3 separate regions of the Mus musculus genome follow, and regions 1 and 3 are each linked to region 2. Evidence: chromatin contacts called from public HiChIP or PLAC-seq data. All regions are on one chromosome and are shown on one strand. Each heading gives the region's core, a stretch centred on a gene start, on an enhancer-like site or on the middle of the called end of the contact. The rest is flanking DNA. Distances are from core to core; before and after follow the strand shown. Region 1 overlaps Cyth1 (cytohesin 1). Region 2 holds the start of Tha1 (threonine aldolase 1). Region 3 overlaps Gm11734 (predicted gene 11734).

Region 1 (4,453 bases), core at 1,101-3,600, 310 kb before region 2:
GCTGAGCAATTTCAGCAATAGAAAGAAGTGTTGTGCTGATAGAGCTTGAAGACAGTGTGCTAAGCGAAAGCATCCTGGAACACAAGCCCAGCAAGTCCATGGTTCTGTGTGTGTGAGACGTCCAGAATCTGGCAGATGTGTGCACAGAAGGTAGGCCAAGAGTTCCCCAGAGTTGAAAGAGGAATGTGGGGGAACTAGAAATGGGTGTGGGGAATTTTGTTGAACTGATAAGAGTTTTCTAAAACTAGTTATGGTAATGGTTGCACAATTTGGTAAGCTTACTAAAAGCCATTCAGGTTTACATTCAAAATGGGTAGATTCTACAATATGTAGACAACAAAGTTTAAGGAAAAAAAAATTCTAAGAGAAACCATGAATCTAGAGAGAAGGAGGCAAGTGAGCCTGACCGAGGCTTCGGCTGACCTTGCCTAGCGGGCCAGATTGCTTCCTTATTCTTTTAGAGCAATCTTCCCACAGTGTCGGTGCTGCACATGAAGGCTGCGCCAGCCTCCCAGAACTTCCTGCTGCCAGAGCACTAATGGCCACACTTGTCTTTCAGGAAAAACATGCAGAGGAACAAACAGGTAGCCATGGGCAGAAAGAAATTTAACATGGATCCTAAAAAGGTAAGCAGAAAATGAAGTGACAGTGGCCGGAGTATTAAGTGGGGGTGGAGCAGTGGGGACCAGGACTCTAAGTTGCTGTTCTCTGGAGTAAGTGTCAGGTGGTTACCCTCATGCTCTTGAGTCTGGGGCTCTGATTTCTAACTTAAGTCCCCCCATCCCTATGTTCACTGGTGGGGGTTTACTGGCTCAGGCTCCAGGTCTGCACTCATTTTTCCAGCCTCCACAGGCCAGCATCACTGCTCTTTCTGACCTTTGTGCAGGGGATCCAGTTCTTAATCGAGAATGGCCTGCTGAAGAACACTTGTGAGGACATCGCCCAGTTCCTGTATAAAGGGGAGGGGCTCAACAAGACAGCCATCGGCGACTACCTTGGGGAGAGGTGAGGCCCTTAGAGCTGGGTCAGAGCCAGTGGAAGAAGTAAGCTCCCTGCTGCCTAAGTCCATGGGGTGGGTGACTGTGGTACCAGGGCAGCCAGAGCCACAATGGCGCTGAGTGGAGGGATTACCTTACTTGTCCAGGGGCGTAGAGGTGCCTTGCTTGTTTAGTTAGCAAACAGAGCCAGGCCAACAGCCTCGTGACTGTGCATGGCCAGGCTGAGAGGTCTGATGGGCTGGGACTCTGGGGATGCCATCTGCTTGGGCTCAGGATGGGTCTTGGTCAGTGTCAGGGTCCGACGTGTGCTCCTCACTCTTGTCTGTCTCCTGTAGGGATGAGTTCAGCATCCAGGTCCTGCATGCGTTTGTGGAACTGCACGAGTTCACCGACCTGAACCTCGTCCAGGCCTTGCGGTGGGTGTCGTCAACCGGGCACCGTAGGGCAGGGTGGTTGTGACTGTCCTGAAGTAGTTTTCAGGAAGGCCATGTACATGCCTGCGTGGAATAGCATTCACTAGGACTGCTTCTTGGTCTTGGGAGTGGACAGACTGATCTGTCCTTAAATACTGAAATTATTTCTACTCTTCACAATAGAAAACCCTTTCATTTCTTACCCTAAACTAGGTAGCTGTGTATTTCGTTAAAGAAAAGAAAAGGAAAGGAAAAAATCAACTATCATTTTTCCCCTTGGAGACAGGGTTTTTCTTTGTAGCTTTGGCTGTCCAGGAACTCTATACACCAGGCTGGCCACAAACTCAAGATATCCTCCTGCTTCTGCTTCCCAAGTGCACCACCACCACATGGCTCAACTTCAGCTTTTTTGTTTGTTTATTTTGTTTTGTATTCCAGACAGGGTTTCTCTGTGTATCCCTGGCTGTCCTGGAACTCACTTTGTAGACCAGGCTGGCCTCGAACTCAGAAATCCGCCTGTCTCGGCCTCCCAAGTGCTGGGATTAAAGGCATGTACCACCACTGGCTTCAGCTTCAGCTTTTAAACCAAGCTTGTTTTGTGCCCTTTAAAGCCATTTTTTTTCTGCCGTGGATATAAATCCTAAGATTTTTTTTTTTTTGAACTCTGATTTTTTAATGATGCAGTGTTGCAGAACTAACCTTGTGGCTGTGGTCCCATATGATTTACAGGGTTCCATAGTGACTGCCCTGAATGAATTCTTCCTTTAGAGTTCATTTTAAATGATTAAGATCTGTATTTCACTTTTGTGTGTTGCTCTAAAGTGGGGCTGTTCTTCTTGGCTTCTCAGTTCATTTAAGGCCACAGTGGTTACATTTGCTTCTGTTCAGTTTCTGAAGCCCCCACTTCCTTCCCCATGTGTTATTAACTGCCACACTAGCAGCAAAACTGGTCAAAACAATGCTCCTGTCTTCACCCTCAGGCAGTTCCTGTGGAGCTTCCGGCTCCCTGGAGAGGCCCAGAAGATTGACCGGATGATGGAGGCCTTTGCCCAGCGGTACTGTCAGTGCAATACTGGGGTGTTCCAGTCTACAGGTGAGGGAGGGAGCCTCTGTGTGAGTCGGGGAGGGAGAGCTAGGACAAGAGGCTGAGTCCATTCCAAGAACAGTTACTTACTGGTGTGTACAACCTGGAAAGACTGAACGTATCCAGAAGACCAGCACTACACCTGGTGTGCTTAGTGGAGGAGTGCTTGCCTCATGTGTGTGCAGCACTGGGTTCAGAATTACAAAGCATATAACTATTAAAGATGTCTTAACACTGGGCAGTGGTAGCCTTTGATCCCAGCACTCAAGAGGCAGATCTCTGAGTTTGTGGCTAGCCTGGTCTTCAGGACAAGTACCAGGACAGCTAGGGCTACACAGAGAAACTCTGTCTCAAAAGCAAATTTATGAATATAGCTAGCTAGGCTACTTAAGCAAGACCTTGCCTTAAAAAGAAAGAAATATTATGTTCTTATGAAGATATTGGCATGGGAAAATGATAAGATTAACAAAAAAGCATATATATGTGTGTGTAATGTATATACCTATCCCCTGTGTATGTATCTATCTCATACATATGCTCGGGTGATAGTGCATTATAGTGTCTGTAAAGTGATTTTATAGGCACATTTATACAGAAGAAATAAAGCAGACCAAATTATTACTAAATAGAATTGCAGTTAATTTTTTCTTTTTGATACATTGTATTGGTCTGAGATTTTGTTGTATAGCCCTAGCTGGCCTTTTATAGACCAGGCTGTACTGGAACTCACAGAAATATGCCTTTTGAGTATGGAGGCTAACGTCATGCTCCACTACTCCCAGCCGTTTTATTGTTTTCCTGTTCTTTTATATCTGAAAAATAGAATGAGTGTCTTTAGTGAGGTCATGTGCCTTGCCCCTTCCAGGAACATAAGCCTGGGAACATATGTACACTTGGCTCATCTGCTCTTCCTGCCAGTGTCTCCTGTCCTGGGTAGCTGTCTCCTCTGCTCTCACAGCCTGGTCTCCTCTTTCTAGACACCTGCTATGTCCTGTCCTTCGCAATCATAATGCTGAACACCAGCCTACACAACCCCAATGTCAAAGACAAGCCTACGGTGGAGAGATTCATCGCCATGAACCGAGGCATCAACGACGGAGGAGACCTGCCGGAGGAGCTGCTCCGGGTGAGCAGGGCCAGAGCCACTTCATGTCAGCTGGCAAAGCATGCACTCGAACGGGATCCGGATCATAGGAGAGGAGACAGAAGGATAACTTGCTGAGTGCCTGATCACTTAATTCATTTAAATATGTGAATTTCACAAAGGCCAGCTGAGAATCAGGATGGGAGGTGGCTTCTAAATCTGAAACTGAAAATTAAAGGCTCAAGTAGGCTCCAGGCTGAGAGGCCTGAGTAGGCTCCAGGCAGCTATTTCTTTTTTCCTTAATTATCCACCAGGCATCTTATTTTTGTCCCTGTGAGCTGCTAGAAAGCAGAGAATGGCCATGTTCTTTTCTAGTCTCTGTGCCTTACAGAGACTACCTGTGGACTGAGTAGAGAGGAAGGGAGGAAGGACAGGCACTTCTCGAATCAGACATGCAGTGTGGTCTTTTATCCAGAATCTCTATGAGAGCATCAAAAACGAGCCCTTTAAAATCCCCGAAGATGATGGGAATGACCTCACACACACTTTCTTCAATCCAGACCGAGAGGGCTGGCTGCTCAAGCTCGGTAAGTCCCTCCCCCAGCTGGGCCTGCAACAGAGCCTAGGAGGAAAGGCTATGTGCACACAGGGCTGGGGGGTGGGGAAGCGGGCAGGTCACAGCAGTCCACCTCCATACCATTCTGGAGCTGTTGACAAGCAGTCACCACAGAACAGACTCCTGGACACAGACTCTGCCCTTACAAACATTGTCCTTATGTATCTGGGCACTGTGTGACCAGTCCCAAGTAGGCAGCCATACTCCCTGAGGCACTTTCCAGGGACCTGGACCCTTGGGTGGGTAAGCAGCCATATC
Region 2 (4,232 bases), core at 951-3,450:
GCAGGGGGCCTTTCTATTAGCTGGGGGTCCCAGGCCTGCCGCACTTGACTTCTGCATGCTTTTAGGATGGCTCTGCTAGGTGTTTGGGAGAGGAGAAAGAGTCCCTTAGAACTGGCTCTGCTCCTACAGGTGGCCTGGGGCTGCCCCTCCTCCCCACTTTCCTAGCCCCCTGGACTTCCAACGGGTACACCACCTCCTTGTGGCCCATGTTGTCTCCTATGCAAGTCAGTCTCTCCTCCTCCATTACCTGCTGTCAAAGACTGATGCTTCCTCCAGGAAGCCTGCCTGGCTGCTCCTTTCCAACATGCCACCCACAGACACGGCTAAAAGAAGGCAAATGACAGAGAGGAGGCACAGTCTGCATCCGAGAGACACCGCCGTGTTAGACCAGGGCCTCTGCTCCAACAAGCCCTGCTCAGAGCAACTTGCTCCCAATAGACACCGTAGACAGACAACTGGGACCCACACTTTGGAAACAGAAGCAGCTGAGCAGGGCTGAGTTCCCAACCTCCCTGTATGGGGAAAGGTCACCCCTTGGCCCTGGTAAGGCAGAGTGTATCCCACAATAGAAGAACCAAGTTCCAGGGCCTTGCAGTTCCAACGTCAGGATAAACAGCAGCACTTCCCACGAGCCAGGCTGGACAAGCGCAGCTTCTGATCCTCACCAGAGTTAGGGACCATGGCCACAAGTTGTCTGCTGACACACTATTGGGAGCGGGCAAATGCTATCTATGTTCCTTCTTTTTAATTTTAATTTTTTGAAACAGAGTCTCACTTTAGTACAGATTGGCCTGAAAGTCTCAAATATCCTCCCGCCTCCCCCAACCCCACCCCGCCCCAAAGGACTGAGATTACAGGCATGAGCCACCATGCCTGCCTTTTGCAGTACTGAGGAATCAATCTAAGGATCACATGCTTACTAGCTAGGTGCTCTGTCACAGGGCTCTTGGGCATGACTTCCATGGAAGCACCTTGTCTCTCCAAGCCAATGGTATAGGAAAAAGAAAGATTTCTAGATACCTCCAAAACTCCGTTTCCCATATGTCCTAGAGAGATGGCAGACACAAACCCATACAGTCTCTTGGAGACTCTGTAACTCTAGCTCCAGGTTGTCCAGCGCCCTCTTCTGGCCCCAGTAGGTAACTACACTCATGTGTATCTACTCCCCACCCCACACATATGATTTTTAAAGTTTTAAATCTCCCCCCCCCCCCATACAGGGTCTCTGTGTAGCCTTGATTGTCCTGGAACTCTGTGGACCAGGCTGGCCTCGAATTCAGAGATCCGCCTACCTCTGCCTCCCCAGTGCTGGAATTAAAGGTGTGTGCCACCACCTCCCAGCTTTAAATTCATTTAAAAGAAGAATTTGGGGAGAGGAGAGGGGAAGGGGAGGGGGAAGGAGGAGGAGGAGGGGAGAGGAGGGAGGGGGAATGTATCCCATTTGGTAGCATGCTTGCCTAGCACTTACAAAGCCCTAAATCTAGTTCCCAGCACAGCGTAAACTGGGCATGGTGGCACACACTTGAATTCCCAAGCAGGACGGTCAGATGTTCAAGGTCAACTAGGTTACCCAGTGAGTTCAGAACTAATTTTGTTGTTTGTTTGTTTGTTTTGAGACAAGGTTTCTCTGTGTAGCCCTGGCTGTCCTGGAACTCACTTTGTAAACCAGGCTGGCCTCGAACTCAGAAATCCGCCTGCCTCTGCCTCCCAAGTGCTGTGATTAAAGGCGTGCGCCACCACTGCCCGGCCAGAACTAATTTTTAAGGAGAAAAATTAAAAAGACTCCAGTGGTTGAAAGCTACTGTTTATGGGCAACACGGTACCATACTTGATTCCTGGACTTCACATCAGTGTCTGCAGCCTGTTTCCTCGGGTGTAAAATGAGGACCGTGAGGGACTGGAGAGGTGGCTCAGAGGCATGGAACTGATTATGAAGAGAACCTGAGTTCCATTCCCAAACACCCAGGTGTTTCCCAGAGTGGCTGAGACGCTTAATTAAGTTAAATCTGCAGTGCCACGAGCAGTACCATGTACACGCTAAAATCCCCGGACCTCAGCTTTGTTTCCCACTCAGCAAAGTAAGGAACTGTCATTCCAAAATCTCCTAGCCTTTGGAACAACGGAACACAAAAACTACAACTCTCAGCATGCTGCGGGGCTCGAATAATGTATAAAACTCCAGAGAGGACTACAATTCCCATAGTGCCCCGGGCTTGCCCAGTTCAGGTCCGCGCGGGGTCAGAAGAGTCCAGTTACACGGGTTCCCCGCTGGCACGGAAGAGACTGTCCTCCGCTCCTGCGGCCGAGAAAGACGAGTGCCACAGCCATGCTATGCAGCCTGTTCCGGGCCGCCATGCTACGCAGCCTGTTCCGGGCCACGGTCCCGGGGCTCAGGGTGCCCTGGGCTCAGTGGTCTAGGAATTGGGCGGGGGTCCCAGCCCACGTGGTGGACCTACGCAGCGACACGGTGACCCGGCCAGGGCCGGCCATGAGGCGCGCTATGGCCGAAGCGGTTGTAGGAGACGATGATTACGGCGAAGACCCTACGGTCCACGGTGAGCCCGGCGAACAGGCCCGGGGCAGGGGTCGTTGCGGTGACCCCGGGACGCTGTCCGTGGTTCTGACAGGACAGCACGGACGCAGAGGGGTGCCTCGCTGACATTTGAGGACGCTCAGTGGTGCACTCTGCGTTCTTGTTCCTTCTCGGAGAGATCCCTGGTAATGCAGACTCTTGAGCTCCACAATGGACTTGGGGAGCCAGAATCTGCATTTTAACAGGACCACCTGGTGATTTCTGCCCACTGTCACCCAATTGCCCAGATGGGTGTTGTCCAGACTTGGCAAAGCAAGACCCCGAGATGGGCAGAGAGGAGTTCAAGGACCCACATCAGGAACAGGGAAGAACCAGGGTTTGAGACAGGTCTTACTACAAGGAGGGCTAACTACTCTCCTTCATTCATTGGCTGACTTCACAAAGACAAAATCAATCCAGCAAAGAAAGTGCTCGCTGCTCCTTCACAGGGGGGGGGGGGGGGTGCAGAATTTCATATCTAGGGAGTGCAGCGCGTTAAGGAGACAGCAAACCAAAGCCCACCCGGGGTCAATAGTCACTGCTAAGGTGGACCTCTAGTGCTGCTGTGTGTGCACTAGAGATCCAGAGATACACCAGAGATCACACTTGACCTTTGTGGACCCAGGGGTGATTGGGGCTGATCTAGAATCTCTTGACAACAAGATATTACCAGGAACTTCAAAGATGCTGAGCTACACTGCTCTCAGCAGGCACCTGGTGTAAACAGGTCACCACATCAAGGCTGGGAGGTCCTGGCCTCGACAGGAGTCTGAGGAGGGTGAACCAGGGGCTGGGAGGAGGAGCGAGCAGAACTCATCCCCGACCGCACACAGGGCTCAGGGAGACACGGGTATGTGTCCTCTGGGGACAGAATCTAGATCACTTTAGCACTGAGCATTGTGTCACAGACAGGAGAGCCACCATGGCCTTTACCCAGGCCATCCACTCACCCGCCAGCTGCACTCTTTGTGCCCTGCCCGCTCCCCAGAGGCTCTTCTTCCGTGGTGATGTGCAGAGGAAGTCCACAGGGAAACCACAAGGCCTCACCTGCCGGGGCTTCTGGGAAAGGGAGAAAAACAGGTGTGAGGTCTGGGTGGGAAAGGGGCTTCAAACCACAAGGGAGTTTCGGTGGCCTGGGGCGGGGACTGTGGCTCAGGAGGACTGACAGAGGGGCCTCTGGCTGTGGCACGTGGTTACCAAGATCACAGACTCCAAGCCCCACCCACAGGACCATCATTTCTCATCCGAGCAAATGTACCTTTTCGGAGAGAAGTGCTTAAGATAAGGTCTTGCTGTATAGCTCAGGCGGCCCTCCAACTCAGTTATCCTCCTGCTTCAGCAGAGTACTGGAATCACAGGTCTATTCTATCAAACCCTGTAACAAGTACACACGAACTGTGTGCCACGGTACAGTGGCCCGAGGAATTGCTGATTCTTGCCCTTCCCCTGCCCCCCTCCCTTCTCAGAACTGCAGGAAAAGGCTGCAGAGTTGCTTGGGGTAGAGAGGACGCTGTTTGTGCCCACCAACACTATGGCCAACCTCATCTCTGGTGAGTGTCTTACCCGCCCCTCTGAGCCCCAGCTCAAAGGGTCTGTGGCACTGGTGGGCACACACCTGGATTTCTTTTGGGTGCAACTGGTGGAGCACTCTGCATTTGGC
Region 3 (4,077 bases), core at 32-2,531, 340 kb after region 2:
GCCCATACCAGTCCTTGTCAGCCTCGGTTCTGGCTCAGAAGGCTGTGGCAAGAGTGGCCCTTTCAAAGTTGATCTTTAACCCTTTACCTTTTATTAGTTGTATTTCTGTTTGGAAACAAGGTCTCCTTCAGCCCAGGCTAGCCTCATCACGTAGCTGAGGATGGCCTTGAACTTCCGATTCTCCTACCTTACCTCTAGGATTATAGATATGCACCACCACGGGCATCGAGACTTTTGCCTAGGTTTTGATCCAGGGTGCTGCCAAGAGGATGCTGCCAGTCATGCGGCACTGGACAGAGACAGGAAAAAGGGGTGGCTAGCAGAAGGACCTGTGTGTGTGTGTGTGTGTGTGTGTGTGTATATCCCCTCTATCCTTTGAATGAAGAGCTCTGGGGGAGCTCTCAGGGGCAGGATTGCTTGACAGAGACACAGGAGACAACATTGAAACGGTGATTTAGGCAGTCTTTGGGCATAGGGGATGCATTGGCGCTCCAAGCCCCATCTACTGTCAGCCACAGGCCTTTGCAGAGAATCCTGATTGAGCTTAGCTATGCAAAATGCATTTTTTTCTGAGGCCAAGTTGCAGACAAGCCGGCATCTCCTTCGGGTGTCCCCGTTTGGATGGGGGAGCAGGGAGGATTTTGTGGGCACAGCAATGCTGGTCTGGAAGCGGGAAATAGCTTTAGATTATCTACAAAGTGCTTCTTCCACCGTGGATAATGGAGAGGTAGCCACGCTTATTTAGAGCTACCCTCTTAGGGACAATCACTGGAAGGGGAGGGGTGGGGAGAAGGGTAGGGATGGAAATGGTGTATTACTGAGCCAGACTCAGACCGAGGAGGGGCTCAGTGGGGTCCTTAGCAGCTCCTTCTAGACATGGAGGCTGGAAGGGATCACCCCATCAGCATCAGACTCCACCCCATCAGCATCAGACTCCACCCCATCAGCATCAGACTCCACCCCATCAGCATCAGACTCCACCCCATCAGCATCAGACTCCACCTCTTTTGGTCTGCAGGAAGCCCCAGGACTCAGATCACTATTGGCCAAGACAGCATTAGCCCAAGGGCAGCCAACAATGCTTCTCTTTCTACCCCACTTTCAGCCTCATCCTTGTGAGGTGGATGAACTAGATATCCGTCATCCTCCTCCACAGACCCCAGGGCCCACCTCTGATCCAGGGTCCTGGATCAGAACTGGTTGGCCGTGCTCTCTCAGACTCTCTCAGGAAAAGTGTTCAGGGCAGGGATTGTGCTGGAGACTAGGAAACTGCTGGAAGGGCAAGGCAGAGTGCAGAGCTGGTCAGAGCTGGTGGGGATGAATCATGCTGGCTACAGGCACAAGTGCATGGAAAGTACCTGGAATTGTGCCTGCTTATGATGCTCCATCCCAGAGGCTCCTCCTCCTCCTCCTCCCCTCTTCCCCTTCCTCCCTCCCTGTCCCCTCCCCCTCCCCTCTCCGCTCCTTCCCCCTTTCCCTCTCCCTGGTCCCTCCCCTTCCTCTCCCCTCTCTTTGTCCCCTCTCCCTCCTTCTTTCCCTCTCCTTGCCCCCTCCTCTTCCCCTCCCCTCCCCCTTCCTTCCCCCTTCCTTCCCCTGGCCCTCTTCCTCCCCACTTCCTTCTTTATGATGCAGGGTCTCTAACCTAAAATTTACTCTGTAACCAAAGAGGACTTAGAACTTCTGATCCTTCTATTTGCCCCTCCTGGGTTCTGGGATTATAGGGATGAGCTACCAGGATGCTGGGGATTGAGCCCAGGGTCTCACACATAGTAGGCCAGCACTCTGGCTCCCCTGGCTCACTCAGGACAGGTTGTGGTTATTGAGAGCTAAGACCCTCTGGGTCTTCTGGGATGTCCAAGGCCACACACGAGGCCCTGGTGTCTCCAGGTTGGGGGCAGTCTTCTCTCGCTGGTCTGCACACTGGGGTTGAATCAGTCTTCCCTCCTTCCCCAAGCTGCTCAGAAGCCCTCTTCACAGCTGCCACCCACTTCATCATAGACACCCATCAATGAGCCAGCCAAGCCCATAAATTATTGTACAAACCACTCCAAACAATAACCACAATTTTACTTACTGAGCCATTAAATATACGTACTTAAATTAGACTTAACCAGACATCACGTGGGGACGTCTTGGGGCCAGGCAAACAATGAGTCTTGGGGGGAACGTGTCACCTTGTGTTTGCCCACCTCTCCCGTGAAATTAATGAGGTGCTTCAATTTAATCATTATTACCACTCTGGCTTTATTTAGCCAGTTAGCTGGGGTTGACCTGCCGTCTCAGTCAGCAGTGGCTTCCCTTTGCTGCCCTGGGCTGTCCTGACAGCCAGCTAGAGGTCAGTGGGAACTTGGATACTGAAGGGCTGCCCTGGTCCAGAGATGTGTTAATCTCATTGACAGAAGCTCTGTCTCCAGGATCCACAGAGACCCAGCTGTGGCTATTGAAGCTACCACGTGGAGGACAGAGTGCTGGCTCTTCCCAGATCCCCATGTCTGATGTGTCAATGAGCACATCTCACACACTCTTTCAGTGTCCTCCTAGTTCAGGCTGCCAACTGTCCCTTTGGTGTTAGCCATTTTACACCCTGTCTCTCTGTCTGCCAGATCAATTTGTAGAGAAGTTAAGTGTGGCTCATTCCCTATTCAGAGTCCTGTAGCTCCCACTGCTTATGGAGAACAAGCAGAGTGTGGTGGCCAGGGTGCCTCCTGCCTTCCTTAACCCCATCTCTCCAGCCTGTCTCGAACTTTACCAAGCACCAGCCACAGTGAGCCCTCCCACCCTCCACCCACCTCGGAGCCACACAGGTCTGGCATGTCCTCCCCTGTTCCATGTGCTTAGCTTTAAAACCCTTTAACACAGTGGCACCCACTTCCCACCTCTTCCAAGCACAGGGTGTCGGCCCAGTTCCTGCCTCCATCTGAAAACGCCTTCCTAAGCCTCCACACTGGGCACAATGCCTGAAGACAGCCCGGGCTGCCTCGTATCCCTCACGGAGGTATCTGCAGTGGGCAGTGTGCCCATGTGTCAAAGCACCCAGCACAGAGCCTGCCAAGCAGGAACAGACAGAGACATTCAGTGCCTGGGAGTGGCAGCGACCGACCGACCGGAAGCAGTGATCCTCAACCCTCTGCATCCATCTCAGCCTGGAGTCCCTCTCACTTTCAAGTGTTTGTGAGATAGATCCAGGCTGGCTGGGTTGGAGAAATCCATTATGTGGCCAGAGTGGAACCAATGCTTCCACTCTGTTTGTAGACAGGAAGGGACATTTGGTTATTGTTGCACATGGCTCAGAGGTCACCCAGTATGTACCAAGAAACTCCTGGGATCCAGAGTAGACCGTCCTTGGTGGCAATTCTAAGATGTAGCCTGGGACAAATCTGTGTATCCAAATGCTGGAGAGGGAGGGGAGAGGAGGGGAGAGGAGGGGAGAGGAGGGGAGAGGAGGGGAGAGGAGGGGAGCACCCCCAGGCTCACCAGGCTCAGTGGGTACTGCTGCCTATCTGTTGTGGGGAGTGCCCACTGCCAACTCCCTGCTAAGGCCACTAATAATCTTGAAAAAGGTGATGTGGAGGTGCCCTTGCTGCTTGTCTGTCCGTCTGTCTGCCTGTCAGTTGGTCAGACTGTCTCTAAGAACATGGCTAAGTGTCAAGAAATACAATGGAGGAGGTGTGTGCGCATGTCACAGCCTGTCCTTGTCTGAGAGTCAGGCCTGGAGAACACAAACAGTCACCAAAGGTTGCTAGCATGCCAGAGCTTCTGTGAACCGTGTCCTTATCCCCACGAGGTTGGGGGCACTCTGTCTGCTAGGGCACCAGTGGGCTTTTTCTGTGCTCCATGCAGCTCCCCCACACACAGGGCAGGCATCTGCATGAGGTGCAGCCTGGTCCACAGAGCAGGAAGTGCACGGTCAGCTGCCCATCTCCCAGCCTCAAATGGAATAAAAGAAGAGATGGGGTTAAGTGTAATCCCACTTTAAATTTTACTCAATATATCTGAAGCATATTTTATTTTATTCATTTGTGCCTATGGGTGTCAGGTAGCTAGTACGAGGGTTGCCAGTAAGGTAATTTTCTTTTT

What was found. HiChIP or PLAC-seq counts read pairs in DNA pulled down with a chosen protein or histone mark.
Region 1: a CTCF HiChIP or PLAC-seq map of large pre-B cells shows a contact between it and region 2, with 3 times the contacts expected there. The contact joins the enhancer-like site here to the promoter of Tha1 in region 2. A contact is called at or near these places in 13 of 39 promoter capture datasets (the 3T3-L1 cell line, the C10 cell line, the SN4741 cell line and 9 more), 1 of 15 datasets of contacts at CTCF or cohesin (large pre-B cells), 7 of 115 datasets of contacts at active chromatin or transcription factors (bone marrow-derived macrophages, embryonic basal ganglia, embryonic hindbrain and 3 more) and 2 of 9 other capture datasets (adipose tissue and embryonic stem cells).
Region 3: a FOXA1 HiChIP or PLAC-seq map of pancreatic cancer cells shows a contact between it and region 2. The contact joins the enhancer-like site here to the promoter of Tha1 in region 2. A contact is called at or near these places in 2 of 484 Hi-C or Micro-C datasets (embryonic stem cells and stem cell-derived neural progenitor cells), 3 of 115 datasets of contacts at active chromatin or transcription factors (embryonic stem cells, pancreatic cancer cells and stem cell-derived neural progenitor cells) and 1 of 9 other capture datasets (adipose tissue).

Annotation. Positions count from the first base shown.
Region 1 is chr11:118,181,933-118,186,385 of GRCm38.p6, reverse strand. It overlaps Cyth1 (cytohesin 1), which reads left to right. Exons shown (of 14, transcript NM_011180.4): 4 at 560-626; 5 at 887-1,005; 6 at 1,334-1,414; 7 at 2,392-2,504; 8 at 3,473-3,621; 9 at 4,055-4,166. Among named protein-coding and RNA genes, the nearest start is that of Gm38514, 46 kb to the right of the region's middle. Within about 2 kb of position 2,350, at least 17 of the 459 cell types and tissues checked have an H3K27ac peak or open chromatin away from gene starts, as enhancers often do. A contact at or near this core is called in hematopoietic stem and progenitor cells, where this site is marked.
Region 2 is chr11:117,871,494-117,875,725 of GRCm38.p6, reverse strand. It overlaps Tha1 (threonine aldolase 1), which reads left to right and starts at 2,200. Exons shown (of 7, transcript NM_027919.4): 1 at 2,200-2,555; 2 at 4,039-4,122. The coding sequence starts at 2,327. Gm11725 (a long non-coding RNA gene) reads right to left here. Exons shown (of 3, transcript XR_001780380.2): 2 at 3,523-3,631.
Region 3 is chr11:117,534,020-117,538,096 of GRCm38.p6, reverse strand. It overlaps Gm11734 (predicted gene 11734), which reads right to left. Exons shown (of 7, transcript NR_167774.1): 7 at 3,978-4,077. Among named protein-coding and RNA genes, the nearest start is that of Gm11734, 13 kb to the right of the region's middle. Within about 2 kb of position 1,281, at least 109 of the 459 cell types and tissues checked have an H3K27ac peak or open chromatin away from gene starts, as enhancers often do. A contact at or near this core is called in adipose tissue and pancreatic cancer cells, where this site is marked.